2 separate regions of the Sus scrofa genome follow, and region 1 is linked to region 2. Evidence: chromatin contacts called from public Hi-C data. All regions are on one chromosome and are shown on one strand. The core of a region is the stretch at or near the end of the contact, and the rest is flanking DNA. Distances in the headings are between cores, read along the strand shown.

Region 1 (5,155 bases), core at 1,881-4,380, 320 kb before region 2:
AGGTCTGATCTCTGTGATCTATTTCCTCCAGGATGTGTCACTAGTTTTGATTCTCCATCTCAGCACCCCACTTGCCTTCTGTGCTGGGAAGGGCCCCGCACACCAAGGAGCCCCTGCAGGTGTTCTGACAACTGTCACATGCAGCCCTGCCCATTTTATCATTAGTGCCAGGGGAAATGATCATGTGGGGGGCTCTCTTTGAGCCACTCCTGGGCCAGGGCCCCATATATTTCTGGGACCTCCAACAGGGCATGATGACCCTTCAGCTCAGACCCCAGCTCAGCCAACCCTGTAATGTTTCCCTTCCCAGGTAGAATTGCCTGAATGAATGGCCACAGGCCCCTTTGGGGAAGAGTTCCTGGGGAACCCTCACATAAACACGTGCAGCTGTGTCCTCTCCTCCAGCTGGTGGCTCTGGGGATGAGAGCTGGCTCGCATCTGGAAACTGGGTAGGGGGTTGTAACGCTTTATTGAAGCAACTTTCTTCAGCCTCCTGATCCCTGTCTTTGATGGCTTTGATTGCATAAACGGAGTAGTGCTTTTGCTGGCCAGCTCTCCGTCCTGCCCCAGACATTTGACTGACCATCACGAGAACTTTTGCAGCTCAGGGTGCCAGCGCTGCCCCTGCAGACCTGCTGCACAGTAACTGCACCTGCCCGGCTTCTGATGGTGAAACGTCACCACCTGGTCCTGTGATGTCACCACCTGAACATCCTCACTGCTCTTAGGAAGCCCAGTGCTCCCCGCAACAGCGTCTCCACCCTCAGCAGTCCTGCAGTGGCCAGCCAAGCTGAGCTCTCACCGGCACCTTCTCCCTCACTCTGTGTCCTCTGGCTTTCCCAGTCACCAACCACATTTCCTGCTTTCATGGAGCGTATTTTCTCTCTTGTGCCATGTCTCTGAGCACAGATGCCTTCCTCTGCCACCTACCGTGACCATTTCGCATTTCCACTTCACTCAGTGTGGGATGCTGCTCTTTTATAGGCTTTCAAAGGCCATGCTAGGGTCCTGTGGTCCTTGCCAGGGTGCCAAATCCACGGTTGAATGAGGCCATATCGATCAACTCTAACCTGGTTTATCTTGACCCTCTGCCTCTCCTGAGTCCAACGTCCCCTGGCTCTGCTTCTGTCTTTGCTCCCCTGCCCCTACTGGGTTTCCTGGGTCTGTTTGCAGATGCAGTGCCTCTCCAGCTGGGTGATGTTGGTGCAGTGAGGAGTGGAGCTGGAGGCAGAGCACTGGGTGTGTGTACTGTCCCAGAATCACCTTCAAGCACAGAGGGCGCGTTCAACTCTAATGGGGGCAGTGGGACACCTCTTCCGGTCTAGAAGATTTAGAGGAACCCAGGATTCAAGGATTTGAACGCATTAATCCAGATGATCCTCCCCAAAGTGTAATGGTTACAGCAACCTTCCAAGGATTGAGCCTTCAACCAGCTCTGGGTACCACTGTCTTCAAGGTTAAGTCCCGGCTTTGACTGCAGGAGATGAGGATATCTTTACATGGTACCAAGGAAACCTTTTTGTCACACTTTTCTTTAAATTTGTGACCTTTTTCATTCCATTGATTTCTACGAGAACCACCTAATTCCACAGTCCAGATGATTCCTGCTTTTTCCAACTTCTCCAATACCTGAGACACTGCACCCCACCGTGTCCCCCTCAGCAGGCCTCCTGGCAACTCAGCACTGCTGCAGCAGGGCAGGGCTGCCAGCTGTCATTTAGCATCTGGCTCTCAAACCCCATCATAGAGGCCACTCCTTGGACACTCCTGGCCCCAGATGCCTTACAGCGGTTCCCTTGGAAACAGACTCCAAAGAGGAAATCCATGTGCAGGACCTGGTTGGAAGTGTTTGGGAGGGAAAGTCTGTGAGAGAATGGGGGGAAGATGGGGACAGAGGAGCCACTTGGCAACAATGCAGCTGCTACTGGGGTTTCAGCTGGTCCTCTGAGAAGGTCAGGAACTGGGGTTACTTTTCAGTTACCCTGATGGAGGCCAAGTCTTGGCTAGGAGGAGGGTGGGCTCTGGGTGGCCACACAACTACAGGAGCCTGCTGGGGTCCTGAGGCAGCAACACTGGGGGCTTGACCCCAGCCTCTTCAGTAAACCATGAGTAAACACCTCCTCTGACAGTCCTGAGAAGGTTGCCTCAAGCAGCTGATTGAGGACCTGGAAGGAGGGTAAGAATGGTCAGTAATCTTTTTCAACAGGTACCTAAGCATTTTTTTTTTTTTTTTAAGGAAGTGAGGTAAAACAGTGAGAAAAACAGGCCTCTCTCTTTATTAAGCTTGTATTCTGGTGTGTGTGTGTGTAAGTCTGTGTGTGTGATGTTGGGCACTCCTAAGTCAGAGGAGAGATAAGTGGACAGGAAGTCAGGAGACAGAAAATAAGGGGAGGATGGTAGCATGGGGATCAGCAAGGGCAGACAGGAGTGCACGTGGCCTGAAAGACTCAGAGCCAGGTGGCGGGAGACCAGGGCACGGTAGAGGGACAGGAAGGCATCAGAAGGGAATGGACATCTGCGGAGCCTAATCAGCAACCTCAGTGGAACCCTTGTTCCTCCAGAGGCCAGGTCTCCAGCAGCTGGTCCGCAAGTGCGGACTTGCTCTGAGGGGGCCGAGCTGGGCCAGAGAATTCTTTTCCTTGATTCCTTTAGGTCTGAGTTTCTTAAAATCATGTGCACATCTCCCTATTCCCGCGTCCTCCCGCCAGATTCTGCCTCCCCTCGCCTAGCCCCCGCCACCTTCTTTGCAACCCTAGTCCTCCACGCCCCGCCCTCCCGGTCCCCGCCCCCCCTTCCGCCCGGCCCTCGCCACCGCCCCCCGCTCCCCGAGCCAGCGACAGCTGACCGGTCCCCTCCTGGCGCCCTCCCCACGCCCAGTACCCCCCAGCGCCCCTCGGCCCAGTTCCTCCAGCAACCCTTGTGGGATCCTCCCTGCTGGGTGAACCACCCCGGCGTGGTACCTTCCAACCCTTCTCTGATACCGACCACGCCCCCTTGCGGGGTTCGGCCAATGGGGATCTGGGGCTGGGATGTGGGCGGAGCCGTCTCGCTCCTGCCCCTTTGCGGACCTCAGGCACAAGGCAACTGGGCAGGGCCGTGGGCGGAGCCTCACCGCCCACGCTCGCGCTCTCGGCCAATGGTCGGGTGCGTGGGCGGAGCCAGGGGACAGAGGCGCGGCCGACCCGCGGTCGACGAGACGCGCGCAGAGCGCGGGGACTGCGCCGCCGCTCTGGCTCCTGCTGCTCGGCGGGGCTCGGCGCACGAATTCCGGGCCGACCCAGCATGGCGGTGGAGGAAGAGGGGCTCCGAGTCTTCCAGAGCGTGAAGATCAAGATCGGTGAGCTCCCGGGAGCCGGCAGAGGCGTCGTGGCCTTCCAGGGGGCTATCGGCGGGCGCTCTCAGACTCCCGACCCCTTCGCTGAGGGCCGCGGCCCTGGCGCCTCCCGGCGACGCGCGCTCCTCATTTGCGCTCCCCTCTCCACCTCCCAGGAGATCCCCAGCCTTGACCCCTCCCTACCTCCTCCAAGACCTCCGGCCGCTACCTCCTCCCCACCTTCGGGAGATGCCCGGCCAAGGCTTCCTCCCCACCTTCCCGGAGACCTCTGGCCTCAACTCTCTCCCCACCTTCGGGAGATGCCGGACCGAGTGCCCCTTCGCCATCTCCTGGGAGACCGCAGCCCCTTCCCCACCTTCCGCGGGACTGGCCGGGCCGAGCTCGGGGGACGCAGCTCCCCGCGGTGCCTCCGCGCCGCGAGCGGCCCCTAGTCCCCGCAGGTGGGGTCGCCTGCACCAGGGAGAGGTGCGGCTGGACCCGGGTCCCATCCCTGCTGGGAGTGTGTCTGCGTGTGCATGAGCGCGCGCACGCGTGTGGGGACTCTCCGGATGCGTACATTTCTAGTGCCCCAAACACCCACCTCGGGGTTCCGCACCTCCGCTCAGTGCAGCGCCCAGAAACTTGCTTTGCTGGGAACGTGTGAGCTCTTTCACATGTTGCCCCGGGGCGAGGGGCAGAGGCAGGCTGCTGACTGGTGCCTGGGTGTGCACACGACTGTGTAGGTGGATTGTGTGTGCATATGTGTGTTCCTGAGTGATTGTGTGTGTATGTCTGTGTGTGAATATGTGGAGCGCCCTGGCCCAGGGCTCCCTCAGGGCAGCGAGCCACAGGAGCCACCCCTCCCCCCTTCCATTGAGAACTGGCCGCGGAAGCTTTTGGCCACCCGGCCTGCCATTCAGGTCGTGTCCCTGGAGCAGCCTGCCTTTCTCACTGGACCCAAGAGCTGGGGGAGGGAAGTGCAGCTGGAAGGCTATGTCTGGACTTCCTGGGTTTATCTAGAGAGTGTCACCTTCTCCTGGTGGTCCTGTTTTATCTTGGAGATATAAGACTTTTTCACCCCAGAGCAAGATCAGCGCCTGGAGTGTCTGCTACACATTAATGCCACAAGTGTGTCCTCTCACGGATGAGGGGCCAGCTCCTGTTGGAGAGGGCTTTTCGGGACTCAGAGTGTTGCCTGTCCCCAGGGTCTGTCTTGCCCGCTGAACTCCCTGTCCTCCCCGGGGGGCTGCACATTCCCCTGTGAGAAAGGGCCTCCGGGAACAGAGCCAGGCACCCAGTGACTGCTTGAGTGTCAGCTGTTGATGACATTCAGTGCTGCTCAGGAATTCCAGCCACCCCAAATCAGCGTGTTGTTTCCTGTGTCTGCTTTATTTTGGTTTGTGGATCATGGCTGCGACGCTGTTGATAGCTGGCTCAGAAGCACTGCGGGTAGGACCCTGAGGAGGCGCCTGCAGAGGGCTTCTGTTTACTTGGTTGGAATCTGTCACTCTCATGCTGAGAGGTTCACATTGGCTCTTCACCCGAAGAGTGGCAGGGAAGTGCCCCTCAGGGCCACGGTCCTCCGGAGGCTTTGAGATTGCCTCCTTAAGCACAGGGCATGAAGGGTGGGGTGACGTGCCAGGCTTCTGGGTGTGGTGGGCAGGAAGGCGTCAGGGAACTTTGGGGTTCAGGCCCCACATGGGCAGTGTCAGACTTGACTCGGGAGGGTTCTGGAACTGTGTCTGTGGGGCAGAGAGGATCGAAATGGCACAGGAGGCGAAGCAGCGGCCAGGGGACACCCAAAGGCCTGGGAGAGGAGCCCTGCTCGCCTGCTTGCACATC
Region 2 (4,513 bases), core at 798-3,297:
TATTTGAAGTTAATCATACAAAAACCAGGAGTTCCCTTTGTGGCTCAGCGGTTAATGATCCTGAATAGGATCCACGAGGTTGCAGGTTCGATCCCTGGCCTCGCTCAGTGAGTTAAGGATCCGGTGTCGCCGTGAGCTGTGGTGTAGGTCGCAGATGAGTCTCGGATCCTGCGTTACTGTGGCTGTGGTGTAGGCTGGCGGCTGCAGTTCTGATTCAACCCCTAACCTGGGAACTTCCATATGCCGCAGGTGCAGCCCTAAACAACAGCAACAACAAAAAAAAAAAAACCAACAAGAAAACCCCACAAAAACCAAACATTCCATTGAGTAATCCAATCACTAGGACACTATCTTTTTAACACTGATTATTAAAAGAGAAATTTGGAACCAGTATGATCCTGTGACCCAAAAAACGATAAGAAAAACAAATAGGAAAAGGCTGTAAACCGAGGAGCCTTGCTTGTCGGGCAGTTGCTGGAGGATCAGGCATGGAGCACTGTGGCCGGTGCCGCCAGTGCCCCTGAGAGGAACTCAGACCGAGGGAGCAGGTCGAGGCCTCTGTGCTTTGGGAAAACAGACAGAACAGACCAGAGGTTGTTCTTTAGGAAAAACGCTTACGAGCCCAGATTGCGGCATCTTGCCGCACTCCGGGGAGCGCTAACATCAGAACTGCGACACTGCCTGTGACTAGCAGCCACGCTCTGCGCCAGGTGTGCAGGGCCGCAGGCACCCCTTCTCTAAAACCCCTGCCATCCAGCCTCCGGCTCGGAGCCCTGGGAGAGGCCGTCTCCTGGGCTCGGTCCCCCGCTGACCCTGAATGAAAGAGAGCTCAGGGCTCTGGGGGAGGGCCTCACTGCAGCCGCCTTCACCTGGACGAGCGCACGATCTGACCGCACGTGGACGGTGACCCACGGCCTCACTCGGGGCTCACAGGTGAGATGTGAAAGGAACCTGGGGGCAGCGAGGAGGCCCGGACCCAGAGGGGATCCTGGAGCAGCGGCTCCTCCGCACACGGGACTCGAGCGGCAGGCGCCTGGAGGGTGTATACGGTCCAACGGTGTGGCCGGCAGTGTCCGCAGCGTCATCGGTGACTCAAGAACGGCGAGGCGCTCCCCCCAGCCCCTCCGAGCCCCCCGCCCCCGCTCCCGCCGCAACCCTGGGGCCGCCGCCAGCTGCGCGGGTCTGGAAAAGGGCGCTCCGGTGCAGCACTGCCGCACGCCCGCGGGCGGGAGCAGCAGGCTCGGGCGGGAAGACCCCGGGAGAGGGGAGACCAAGGCCCAGGGAGAGGGGACCCCACGAGAGAGGAGAGACCCTGCAGAGGAGGAGAACACGCCCTCAGTAAGGAGAAACCCCCGAGGAGGGGAGGGGAGACCCCCGGGGAGGGAAAGAGAAAGGCCGGCTCGAGAGACCCCCCCGGAAGAGGCGACCCTGGGAGGGGAGCCCCGAGACCGCACCTCAGGCGGGACCCGGACCCCGCGCCGAACGCCGCGCAGCGCTCACCGTGACGTCCCGGCGGCGGTGAGTCCTGGGCCCGGCACTCCGGCGCGGGGAGCCGAGGGGAGGGCAGGGACGCACCTTCTCCGCATCCCTTCCCAGGCGGTGGGGCCGCCCCCGGGGCGGGGACGGGGACTGGGTGAGGCGCGCAGAGGGCCCGGCCGCCGGCGCACTGGGAGAGCCGTCTGCGCCGACGCGGCCTAGAGGAACAGGCGGCGCCGCCAAGAAGGCGGGGCGGGGTTCCGCGGCCCCGGGGAGGCGCGGTGCACGCCGGGAGTTGGAGGCGGGGCGGTGCCCGGCTCCCGTCGGCCCCCGGGCGGAGCAGGGCACGCCGGGAGTTGGAGTCCCCCGGGCCTGACCTGCAGCTGCCTCCCGAGGCAGGTGTTTCGAGAGCCGAGGACAGGGACGGCGCGGCCGGACCAGGGCGCCTGCGCAGTTGGCCGGGGCCAGCGAGAAGCTGGGGCGCCCAGGGGAGAATGGTAGGCGGCACGTGCCATCGCCTTCCGCGTGGCTCCTCCTGGGCACCCGGGGGTCGGGGAGGGCTGGTGGGGTTGGCCAAGGTCGGGGGTGGGAGCGGGACCTAGGCTGGGGAAGGTCGGGGGCTGGGAGGCGGGAGCCAGGGGCTCTGGAGAGACCTGACCGGGAGGCTGCGGGAGAGTCGGGGTCCGGGTCGGCGCGAAGGCCTCGGGCGCGGTGGGGACGCCGGTGGCGGGAGGCACGCAGGTGGGACCTGGCCGGTGACCCAGGGGCAGCGTTGCTGACTGAGGAGGTGGAGGCACTGAGCGGGCCGGGGGCTCTGGTCAGTGCGTCTTCGGAAGCGTGAGCAGCCAGGTGACCGAGGAGGGAGGGACGTTGGGGGCACACCAGCATCCCGCCGAGGTCAGGCGGCAGGACTGCGCCTTTGAGCCTGGCCAGTAGTCCAGAGTGGCCGGAACGTGGACGTCAGGGTCGAGAACGGGCGCTGTGGAAGGCTTTTGAGAGGGAGCAGTGCGTGCGAAGCGATCACCTTTTGTCGGGAGGACAGGTGGGTCTGAGTGGGTCAGGATCCCATGTAAGGGAGACCAGCCGGGAGGCTGTGGGAATAGCCTGGGCCGCAGGAGGTGAGGACTTGGACGGAGACCATCTGTAGGAATAAGAGGGATGAGAGGCAAGAAGGGCGAGGCCTTGCACAGAGCTGGTCAGAAAGGGAGGAGGAGCAAAGAAAGGCGTGTCGTCCGGGCTTGGAGGTGCGAGCAGATGCCGACGTGCGTGACCAAAGCAGAACCTGTCCAAGGCCGGCCGGTTGTGCAGGAAGAAGATGCGGGAGCAGGGGAGATACAGGAGTCAGCGATGGATCTGGGGTTCACAGAGAAGTGTTAGGAAATGTACAGCGACTTCGAAGTGTCGTGAAAACGAGGCCGTGGATGGGTTTGGGCGACCCTTCAGTGAACCCGGTGCTTGCTGTGTATAAGATGCTGAGCTCCGTGCTGAGCAAGACAGACGTGTGCTTGGCGTTGATGGAGCTGGTGACCTGGCAGGAAGGACAGGCACGGAACACACAACCACTTTTTTGCAGTTGGTAAGTGCCAGGGAGGGACACTGGTTTCAGGGACTCCTGTAGTGCAGAGGACACAACGTCATGTCCGATGCCCAGGTGTGAAGGCTTAGCCGCAGAAACACGGTGGGAGTTGAACTCTCTAGAATGTTTGGGTGGGAGGGCAGCCTGGTGGAAAGGCAGGCTAGGTGCTGCATCCAGGCATCAGGATGGCCTGGCTGAGCCCGGAGAACCAGGGAAAAGGGACCGAGCAGGAGACTGTGGAGGGAACTGGAACCAGCCCTTTGGCTGCGCCTCAAGGGTGGCGCCCTTCGAGGGCCGGGAAGGAAGGGCAGTCTTTGTCCAAATGGGAGTGGAGGCCAGGAGAGGGTTTCAAGCAGGAGGCAGATGCTCCAGGAGGACTGTCGGGAGCGGAGTGGCGGTGTGAGGACAGCGCTTCCGGGTGGGAAGAGAGCCAGGAAGGGGCTGGAGAAGAGCTGGTCAGGGAGCCAGGAGGACCGGAGGAGGTGGTCCCCAGAACGGGGGGCGGGCAGCCCTCCGTCGCCCGCAGACAGCACTCGCCAGCAGTTAAGGGGAAGGGGCTGGGTGGGCAGGAGCCTGACTCGCTGGAGAGGCCAGAAAGCCGAGAGAGTGAAAGGGGACACCTGGGTCTAACTCCATGCACCCGCCGCCTGCTGTACCCGAGGCCGTCAAGGTGGCCAAGTGGCTGCCGTTAACCAAGTGTGGCTGCCTGGCAGCCTCTTGCACGTTGGCCCTGGGAGGAGACTTGGTTGCACCTGGTGTCTCTGGAAGGTCGTTTTAAGGGTAACTTATTTTCTATTTATTTATTTATTTGTATTTATTTTTTTGGTCTTTTTAGGGCCACACCTGTGGCATGTGGAAGTTCTCAGGCTAGGGGTCAAATCAGAGCTGCAGCTGCCAGCCTACGCCACAGCCACAGCAATGCCAGACCTGAGCCACGTCTGTGACTGACACCACAGCTCATAGCAGCCCTGGATCTTTAACCCACTGAGCAGGGCCAGGGACGGAGCCCGCATCCTCATGGATACTGGTCAGATTCATTTCCGCTGAACGCCACTTATTTTCAATTTAGATATGGTCCTTGGCGACTTGGATGACTCAGTCACCTGGCCCCGTGTTCCTCTGGGATTTGTCCTGGAGGTTCCCGGGGTGCCATGCTGACCTCTTCCGAGGTGAGACCCACGCACTGCAGAGATGAGCATTTCAGAGTGCACGTCGGTGCTGCTCGGGACACGCGTGGTGGGGCTGCCGCCGCCCCTGTCTGGCTCCAGGACGTCTCCATCCCTAAGGGAAGCCCCTCCCCGGCGCCCCTCCCCGACCACCTGCGTCCGTCTCTGTGGCCTTGCCCGTGCTGGACGTTGGATGTCCGTGGAGTCTCGGAGTGTGTGACCTGTTACTCAGCGTGTTTCTGAGGCCCACCCGTGTCACAGCGTGTCAGCACGTCACCCCTCGTTGTGCTGGACT

Evidence for each region. Hi-C and Micro-C count contacts between places; a contact is called where the count stands out from the background.
Region 1: a Hi-C map of liver shows a contact between it and region 2, with 6 times the contacts expected there. The contact joins the promoter of RASA3 here to the promoter of DCUN1D2 in region 2. A contact is called at or near these places in 2 of 47 Hi-C or Micro-C datasets (epiblast stem cells and liver).

What each region holds. Positions count from the first base shown.
Region 1 is chr11:79,025,966-79,031,120 of Sscrofa11.1, reverse strand. RASA3 (ras GTPase-activating protein 3) reads left to right here and starts at 3,130. Exons shown (of 24, transcript XM_003131110.5): 1 at 3,130-3,337. The coding sequence starts at 3,283.
Region 2 is chr11:78,706,260-78,710,772 of Sscrofa11.1, reverse strand. It overlaps DCUN1D2 (DCN1-like protein 2), which reads left to right and starts at 2,047. Exons shown (of 8, transcript XM_021065981.1): 1 at 2,047-3,052. TMCO3 (transmembrane and coiled-coil domains 3) reads right to left here and starts at 1,668. Exons shown (of 14, transcript NM_001267851.1): 1 at 1,501-1,668.